Regions from separate parts of the Salmo salar genome. Here region 1 is linked to region 2. A link is a contact called in public Hi-C data. All regions are on one chromosome and are shown on one strand. Each heading gives the region's core, a stretch centred on a gene start, on an enhancer-like site or on the middle of the called end of the contact. The rest is flanking DNA. Distances are from core to core; before and after follow the strand shown.

Region 1 (5,413 bases), core at 798-3,297, 63 kb after region 2:
TGTATGAAAATGTTGCGCCATTGACAGAAACATAATATGGTGTTAGGGAAATCCTTTAAATGGAAAACCCAATCGTAAAGGGATCTTTACAGCATGCGTGTGTGTCAAGCGTCCGAGTGTGTGAGAGGGAGATAGAGATATTCTAGTCTCCTATCCAGCCTGGTGTGGGCAGGTTAGTGTATGTGGACGGTAGAGGTAGAGGAAGATGTTGTAAAGCGAATGCACTTTGTGTTTGTCAACCAGATCAGATTACTTAGCCTCATTTTACCAGCAATTCAAAGGAAAACAATCATGGTTTTGTTTTCCCCCGGTCACGTAAGACCGCAGAGAATCGAGGACACTGGTGAGAACCAAAACCCGAAGGGGCTGGAAACTGGAAGAGCCTGTTCCGCTAGGCCCATGCCCCTGCCACAAATACTTACAACAGTGTCATCTTTCCATTTAAATTCATTTCCAATTTCTCTACTCTGGAACCTTTCTAGTGGATTCCCACATCTTCAAGTGCCTCGGTGGAGACTTGTGCGGTTGTGTTCTTGGGCAGAGTGGTAAGCTGAGGAAGAGCTGGAGGTGCATATGTACTGTGTGTGTTTGTGGTAGTAGCCCTACCAAGTGTTATTAGTCATATGTACAGGATACACATGGTATACACTGTCCAACAAAATGATTCAATGTAAACACTGCATGAATCCGACTTGTTGACTAACAGCCAGCCTGTCAGTCTTTTTTTTTAGGCTGCGGATGCCCACCAATACGGATTTGATTCCAATGTTCAAAGAGCTGTACGTTGCAATGGAGGGAACTCGCCTCAGCCACCATAATGCAACATTAACCTGAAGCCTTTCAATCCGGGCTTGTACCCCCAAAGCTCAAACTAGCCTAGGTTATATCCATGCGTGTGGGCCTCCAACCGAGTATCCTCCCTTGAATTATTTAGGAGCTGACTGCACCTCTCCCGCTGTGCCCACTGGTGGTGAATTCCGGTGCAAAGGTAACGCACATCAGGGTACAGTGAAAAACACACACCTCCATCATTAGTAGCATAGAGGTAACACACCTGAAAACACACACTTGTTTTCCAGAGCTCTTCACACAAGAGCCACCTCAACCTTCTCACCCCATCACATCGCGTGACCGTCTTGACACATGCCTTCCTCAAGTTAATCAAAAACCCTTTGTCTAGATGACGAGATCACAACCTGAACAAGTAGACCAGATCTAATGTCACCTAACATTAGCCTCATTTTGATTTCATTCAGCTTTGCTTTAAAATGGCTGCTAGTCTGTTTCTACTTTAGCCATCTTCTAAAGAATTGTTTGGCATGACAGACGTTTCAATGAAAATGTACTATAGTGTCTATGAACAAGTGTCAAGTAGACTGCATTGTCTGCAGTCAAACCATGAAACCACAGGGCAGCCAGGACTTTTAGCCAATGGCAGGCACACTGCTGTTCCTTCACACGGAAGAAGTAGCCTTTTCTCTCCTCTCTTCTTCTGTGCCAGATGGAGATGACTCCATTATTATCCAGCAGCCGCCCTCCTTCCACGGGATGTTTTCTAGCTTTTTCTCCTTCCTTTTTTTCCTCCCCTTGTTTCTTTTTCTCTCCCTTTTCTTTGGGCCTAATTCTCTGGGTGCAGAGTTTCGACATTGACCCAGCAGGCAGGCAGCATTACTGCAGAAGCATACAGTATCAGGATAAAAAAGCTCCTTTCATAAGACTGTAAGATTTATAGGCTAATCACATTCCAGCATATTAATCAGATGAGTACTACTGCCTGCTATAAATAACACTATACTGTCACATAAGACCTCACATTTCTCTCTCTCACACACACACACACACACACACACACACACACACACACACACACACACACACACACACACACACACACACACACACACACACACACGTACACATACTACTTACCGACTACCTTCCTTCTCTCTTTTGAACAGATCCGAGATGACTCTCAAATAGCACCCTATTTCCTGGTCAAAAGTAGTGCACTATAAAAGGAATAGGGTACCATTTGGGGAACAGCCAGGGACACCCAGTCTCTAGCTCCCCCTAGGGTTAGGTTGTAAGGGTCTGGGGAGAGGGGACAGACGGAGCACTAGATCAAATCAAATTGCATTTGTCACATGCTTCGTAAACAGCAGATGTGGACTAACAGTGAAAATTTTACATTAAGGGCCCTTGCCAACAATGTAGAGAGAAATAATATAGAGAAATAGAAAAGTAAAACATGTAATAATAAATATACAGTGAGTTGCGTTAACTTTGCTACTGAGTCAATGTGCAGGGGTACGAGGTAATTGAGGTAGATATGTACATATAACTAGGAATAAAGTGACAGATAATAAACAGTAGCAGCAGCATATGGGATGAGTAAAAGGGTCAATGCAGATAGTCCAGGTAGCTATTTCGTTAACGATTGAACTATTTAGCAGTTTTAAGACTTGGGGGTAGAAGCAGTACAGGGTCCTGCTGGTTCCAGACTTGGTGCATCGGTATCGCTTGCCGTGCGGTAGCAGAGAGAGTCTATGAATTTGGTGGCTGCAGTCTTTGACAATTTTTAGGGCCTTCCTCTGACACCGCCTGGTATAGAGGTCCTGGATGGCAAGGAGTTCGGCCCCCTGTTTTTCACAATTCCTGACATTTAATCCTCGTAAAAATTCTCTGTCTTAGGTCAGTTAGGATCACAACTTAATTTTAAGAATGTGAAATGTCAGAATAATAGTAGAGAGAATGATTTATTTCAGCTTTTATCACATTCCCATACACTCAATTAGTATTTGGTAGCATTGCCTTAAACAATTTAAACTTGGGTCAAACGTTTTGGGTAGCCTTCCACAAGCAATAAGTTGAGTGAATTTTGGCTAATTCCTACTGACAGAGCTGGTGAAACTGAGTCAGGTTCCTGAGCGGTATGACGGCTGCGTGGTCCCATGGTGTTTATACTTGCGTACTATTGTTTGTACAGATGAACGTGGTACTTTCAGGCGTTTGGAAATTGCTCCCAAGGATGAACCAAACTTGTGGAGGTCTACAATTGTTTTTCTGGGGTCTTGGCTGATTTGTTTAGATTTTTCCCATGATGTCAAGCGAAGAGGCACTGAGTTTGAAGGTAGGTCTTGAAATACATCTACAGGTACACCTCAAATGATGTCAATTAGCCTATCAGAAGCTTCTAAAACCATGACATATTTTTCTGCAATTTTCCAAGCTGTTTAAAGGCACAGTCAAGTTAGTGAATGTAAACTTCTGACCCACTGGAATTAGGATACAGTGAATTATAAGTGAAATAATCTGTTTGTAAACAATTGTTGGAAAAATTACGTCCTAACCGACTTGCCAAACTATAGTTTATTAACAAGAAATTTGTGAAGTGGTTGAAAAACGAGTTTTAATGACTCCAAACTAAGTGTATGTAAACTTCCGACTTCAGCTGTATAAGAACATTCCAAGATTTCCTGGCATTGTTTCGCAGAGGGAACCTGGTCTCTTTCAAAACATGCCTGAGGCTGCTAGGTTTGTTGGCATCGGCTTTAGTAGTCATTCCATTAGGACGTTTGAATATGATGGGGTTTCAACGCTGTGTTGCTTCTCTAGGTCTGAGCCCAATACGTCACAAACATCACCGTGTACAGATCTCCATATACTACATGGTAGCACTGCACTCCTGGAGACACCGGACGTTTCTGTCACATGGTGCCCAGATGGGCACTGTTTTGTCCAGAAGAATCGTCATGATGGACACATCTCTCTTGGGTTGGCATGCGACTCACGAGGGCAGAACAGTCAACGGGGTGTGGGGGACACCCATCTCCGTTCTACTCACAAACTACCTGGAACTCCTTCCAGTGTCCCTAGCATTAAAGCCGTTCCTCCAATTTCTGGATTTTCGTCATGCTCTAGTCAGAACAGACAATACCACTGTTGTGGCTTACATGAACAGACAAGGGGGACTGCAATCCCCTCACTTACACACACACACTGGCACATAGACTGATTATGTGGAGCAGTGTGCATCTCCAGTCACTGAGAGCTACTCATGTACCGGGAGTACTGAATCTGGGGGCAGATTTACTTTCCAGGGGGGAACCCTCTATATACGGAGAGTGGAAACTCCAACCAGAGGTAGCCAATCAAGTTTGGATGCACTTTGGCATGCCAGCAGTGGATCTTAATGCATCAATGGAGAATACTCAGTGTCCACTGTTCTTTTCCCTGAGGAATCGGGATGCACCGAAGGCAGTGGACGTGGGTGCGGGAGAAGGGTCTATCTCTCATACTAATAGCGCCACATTGGCCAGAGAAACACTGGCTAGCGGAGATCACTCAATTACTATGCGGTAATCCGTGGCCCTGCCACTGTGTCGGGACCTACTGTGCCAGGCACGAGGGGAGATTTTTCCATCCTCACCCGGAATGGTTGGCACTCTGGGCCTGGCTTTTGTATGGTTCAACTTCAACACTACCGGGCTTCCCCAAAATGTAATTTAGACTATTCAGAGTGCTTTGGGAGCACGACAGTGGGGCAACACCCCTTGTTGCCCGTTTTATGAAGGGTGCACGTCGTTTGCGTCTGGTGTCTAAACAGCTTGCCCCGTTATGGGATGCTCTGTGCCAATAGCCTTTTGAGCCTCTGGATCAGGTGGAACTGAAGATGCTTTCATATAAGACCGTGCTAATACTAGTATTGGCCTCCGCCAAGCGTGTAAGTGACAGTCACGCACTCTCAGTGCACTCGTCATGTGTACAATTTGCACCCGGAAACAATAGGGTATCATTGCGGCCTAACCCCGCCTTTATCCCTAAGATTATTAACTGTCTTCCCCTTGATCTGGTAGCTTTTTATCCCCCACCGTTTTCCTCTCCAGACATCAACGGTTAGACTACGAGATTTAGAAAATGTGATCAGTTGTTTGTTTCCTGGGTGAAACCTCACACATGTAATGCGCTCACTAAACAACGCCTTTCCCACCGGATCGCTTTGGCCTACACAAGTAAGGGTCTAGTCTCCTGCTGGCCTATGGACTCATTCCACTAGAGGAATGGTATATCTATCCAAGATAATAATCTAGCTAGCCAGCTAGGTAAACAGGCAAAATGACCTAAAACAATGTTATGCAAGGTAGATGTCAATTCTTTGTGGCTATCTGGCTAGCTAACAGTAGTAGCTAGCCAGTTAGCCCTATTTACTTACTATGGGCTTGCGATCTAGGCACACTACAGTGGGTATTGTAGGCTGGTAAACATGCCAAAAGGAACACTGCATGTATTTATTAACATACAGTATCAAGATAAAATATTGTAGTCGGGCAGCATTTGAGACGTGAATAGGCAACATTTTATTCCGAAGTTGGAGTGCATCTTCTCTCGCTTCAACTCAAATAATGGCCGCCAT
Region 2 (4,865 bases), core at 175-2,674:
TTTAATTAGTCAATGTGAAAAGGTACAGTATCTCAAAAAGGTGACAATACTTGGACATATCTCAATTGTTATGTGTGTCCACAGGAGGGAGACAAAACATCATACATCATCACATTACACTGACCATTGCATATTTGGGACAGTTTCCAGGGTCCAGACCCAGATTAAGCTTATTCCTCGACTAAAAAGCACTTCAATTGAGATTCTCAATTGGGCATGCTTTTCAGTCCAGAGGTAGATGTAATCTGGGTCTTGGAAACTGGTCATTGGTTTCCACTATGTTTCCAATAGGCTAGGCTAGGCTAGGCTGGAACATCGTGACAGAATCCTCTCTTGTAATGTAATTTGCCCACGAGGTGATGTATAAATCATATTCTTTCAAATGCTGTTCATATTCGTTAAAATGCAGTATATGCTATTGCACTTGTAGCTACATTGATGGTCTTCAGTCGCTCTGTTGTATTTGGGAGTCATTTATTTAACCAAATGTGTAGGATGATCCCAGTCCTTCTAGGCACTAGTCTAGTAGACGACATTTGATGTATAGACGTGTCAGCCTCAGAATTTTTATGTCATGTCACAACAACCCTTATTCCCCAATTCATCTTCACAGGCGGGACACCTTTACATGGGTGACATTTTCCCTACAAGAAGAGATTATAATTTATTCACAAGGCCCTGTTCCAATATGGCTGTGTTCAGACAGGCAGCCCAATTCTATTTTTTTTCACTAATTGGTCTATTGATGAAATTGGTCAAAAGGCCAATTAGTGGAAAAAAATATCAGAAAGCAGCCCAAGATCCTTTTCCATTTCCTTACATCATTCCCTCTTTCCTCTCTTGAAGCTATCACTGATGTGACCCTATAAAGGATTGATGAAAGCTATGCAGTGTATCATTACTTTAATCTATTGAAAATGGTATCAGTGATTACGTCAAGGAAGGGAGGAAAATCTTGATCATGCGTCAAATTATTATCGTGACATTCCATCACCACCATCACTTTACTCTGGGATAATCTCAATTGAAATCTTCTCGTGTCCTCTCAGCGCCTCCTTCTCATAACCCATTGGATGAGAAAGCCAGAGGTCCCGCCCCTCTGATCTTCTCCTCCAATGGGTTTTGAGAAGGAGGCTAGGAGAGAGGATGCGCAATTGAGATTCTTCCACTGTGAGTGAATGTACCCTATATCATGTCTCTCACTGGAGCTAAGACAAGTCTTGTTCACACAATACCAAATGTACATTATTTTCTGTTGTTAAAATAACCTTCCAAATATTTGTGAGTATCAATATATCAGCAAATAATCAACTAAAATATGTCCTACCTCTCCACAAACCGTATTGGTGAACATAATTTACAAACGATTGAAACACAATTTTCATTGGTTATATTAACATGCCTATCAGGTAAGTGCACTCAGATGCAAGGTTGTCGCCGTACTGGGCCAACGATACAGCCGCATACACTGGTGTTGGCTCGGTAGACTGTGGCCAACTCTGTGTTCTTGCTACAAACGAGATGTATGCATACATTTTTGAATGAAAAAAATAACAAGAGATTAGGACTGAAAACATTTGGGTGCGGCGTTCTTCAGACGAAAGGATTCTGCTTTGGCGGTGGTGGATTTTTTTCTTCTTTTGCCTTCTGTATTTCCTTGGCTGTTGTGGACATTTTGGATTCCTTTTTAGTTTATGTTCGTTTTTATATTTTTACCCAAATACAATTATTCTTTTTGATAACTATTTCCCCCGTTTATTTTAGGAATCGCTTTTTGTTTATGTATTGTCTGACTGGACACTTTTTCAGCGAGACGCAAACTCTGAACAATAAACAACTTTTGAGGGGATTGGTCTCGCGAAAGAATGCGTCTGACTGATTAGCTAGCTAGCTAGGTGTAGTTTAAGTGGATGCTTGAAGAAACAAACCTTGTCGGCCAGCGAATTTATACAGTTTAAACGTTCGTGGATTTAACCATTTTCGGACTATATATCAAATGAGAAACTAAATCGACACCATTGTATGGTAAGTGAAGTCTAACGACACTCGTTATCACTGTAGCTATATAGGTAGCAGTTGGCTAGTGTGTGTGGTCGCGAACAAACGCGTTAGCTAGTTACCTAGTCGCGTCGCTAGCCGATGGGGTGTATTCCCGCTAGTTTGCACTCTTTACAGGTGGATTTCCTTACGAATTGGGTTGGCTAACTAATAATTACTAATGCAGTGGCGTTGGTTGGTTATTGTGGTAAAGCATACTAGATAGTTTGATGGTTTTACAAGTGGCAATATCACAATCTGGCAATTAACGTTACTCGTTTACTTGTTTTGTTTTCTTACACTGGAATGTCATTAACGTTAATGTAACTACTGTTTACTTTCCATTAGAAGGCTACCAACGTACAGCCCAATTCATTATCTGACATTGTTTAGAGGCACGAGTCCTGTTTATTGACAATCAGTATAATGCGGAAATAAGAGGCCAGCAAACTGTAGCTAACGAGATTCAATGTATGTTGTTCATCGCTTCCTGTGCCGCACACCTTCAGTTCGTATTCGAGGACCGATGTCCTGCTGTACTCGGCATCTTGGCACTTATTTTATTAACTTTTCCCTTTGTTAATAAGATTAGCTATCTAGTATCCAAACTAGCTAACTTCAATCAGTTGGCTTTGATCCTGTGTTATTGACCCGAGACAGTGAGGCTAATCTCGCTACGGATGTATCTGAAAGTGATAAGAATGTATCTAATGGCATTCTCACTATAACTATCTAGCTAGAATGATTAGAACCCTGCAATGACTGGGATCTTAGTGGGAGGTGAAAATTCCATCAAATCTTATTTGTTAACCTTTTGTATTTACCCTGGATAAATAGGCTATTACTAGCTTTCACTGTGAGCCATCCTATGCTTAGGTCTATGGAGTAAAGGCTCTTTTTTTCTTAAAATAAATACAAAATTACTGGTTTGTTACTTTTGTAGTTAGTGAGCCTAGAGAATTAGCAGGTGAGGAATCTAACAGGATAGGTTTGAGGCACTTGGTAGGCTCATCTTCACTGTGGATTATCAATTTCACTACTCTGCACCACAACACCTCCAGGTTATTAGAACTATCCAAAGGTAAACCTGTTGACCTGACAACCTGAGCTGTTCATTATTGTGTGACAACTGGGGAAAATGCCATCCCATAAAGAGCTTGCCATCTTCTTACAGGTAGTCTCTTTACCACACCTGCTGTCTCGACCTCTGAATGCTCCGCTACGAAAAGCCAACTGACATTTACTCCTGAGGTGCTGACCTATTGCACCCTCTATAACCACTGTAATTATTATTTCACCTTGCTGGTCATCTATGAACATCTTGAAGAACAATCTGGCCTTAATTGCTATGTACTCTTATAATCTCCACTAGGCACAGCCAGAATAGGACTGGCCACCCCTCAGAGCCTGATTCCACTCTAGGTTTCTTCCTGCCTTTCTTGGGAGTTTTGCCTAGGCATTGTGTTTCTACATCTGCATTGCTTGCTCTTTGGGGTTTTAGGCTGGGTTTCTGTGTAAGCACTTATTGACATCTGCTGATGTAAAAAGGCTTTATAAATACATTTGGTTGACATACAGCAGCAGGCAAGAGTGATCTTTTAGAGTGGTTTTTGACTGATCTTGTTGGTTGGATTGATTACTTTTAACCATGCCTTGTTATAAAGGAATTAGGCTATTTACATTTTGGTTAGTATAATATGATAGCTAAAGACACATGTCGCCAAAACAATCTGACGATTCTGTGATATTTTTTCCCATGGCAAAAAGTAAAACACGAATCAGATATTACATTTAAATGTAAGAAAAACAATACATTTGCACATAAAATAAATGTATTCAAAATGGTAACATTAACAACAAAATCATACCATAACCCCACCGCTACCATTGGGCACTCTGTTCACAACGCTGACATCAGCAAATCGCTCACCCACATGACGCCATACACATGGTCAGCGATTGGCCGGTTGGACATACTCACAAATTCTCGGAATAAAATTACATTGGAGACGGCTTATTGTAGAGAAATGAACAATCAATTCTCTGGCAACAGATCTGGTGGACATTCCTGCAGTCAGCATGCCAATTGCACACTCAACTTGAAACTTCTGTGGCCTTGTGTTGTGACAACTGCACATTTGAGTGGCCTTTTGTCCCCAGCACAAGGTGCACCTGAGTAATGATCATGCTGTTTAATCAGCTTCTTGACATGGAACAGGTGTCAGGTGGATGGATTATTTAGGCAAAGGAGAAATGCTCACTAACAGGGATTTTACACACATTTGTGTGCAAAATTTGAAATAAGCTTTTTGTGCATATGGAACATTTCTGGGGTATTTTATTTCAGCTCATGAAACATGGGACCAACACTTTACATGTGTTATGTTTTTGTTCAGTGTAACAACTGTATTGACAATAGAAGTAATTGATATAAAATTGATATTGTGTGTGGGAGAGGGAGTTCAATTGGGATTGTGTACCATCCTAGATCTATGCTCAGGGGAACCCAGGGGTAAGGTGGTTCAGAGGCAGTGAAACACAACTGGGCAGAAAAGCATCCAAGTGAGAGAAGTCAGCACAGCATCAGGTGTTCCTCATGGGGCTCTGATTTGTTAGCTCTTCTCACCCTTAATTAAATAAGCATAGAAAAATAAAGAATAGAATGAGAGAGAGTGCACCAGGGCTGTTACTCTGTGGGTAAAAAGACTGTAGAGAGCTGAAAATGGCTGTGCAACAACACTCCCCATTCAACCTGACAGCTTGAGAGAATCTGCAGAGAAGAATGGGAGAAACTCCCCAAATACAGGTGTGCCAAGCTTGTAGCGTCA

Evidence for each region. A called contact is a pair of places that touch in the nucleus more often than the background predicts.
Region 1: a contact with region 2 is called in a Hi-C map of muscle, with 9 times the contacts expected there. The contact joins the enhancer-like site here to the promoter of erbin in region 2. A contact is called at or near these places in 2 of 3 Hi-C or Micro-C datasets (gill and muscle).

What each region holds. Positions count from the first base shown.
Region 1 is chrssa01:147,889,029-147,894,441 of Ssal_v3.1, forward strand. The region is part of intron 2 of erbin (erbb2 interacting protein); the gene reads left to right. Among protein-coding and RNA genes, the nearest start is that of erbin, 64 kb to the left of the region's middle. Within about 2 kb of position 2,048, at least 1 of the 13 cell types and tissues checked has an H3K27ac peak or open chromatin away from gene starts, as enhancers often do. A contact at or near this core is called in muscle, where this site is marked.
Region 2 is chrssa01:147,826,336-147,831,200 of Ssal_v3.1, forward strand. erbin (erbb2 interacting protein) reads left to right here and starts at 1,425. Exons shown (of 27, transcript XM_045691890.1): 1 at 1,425-2,025.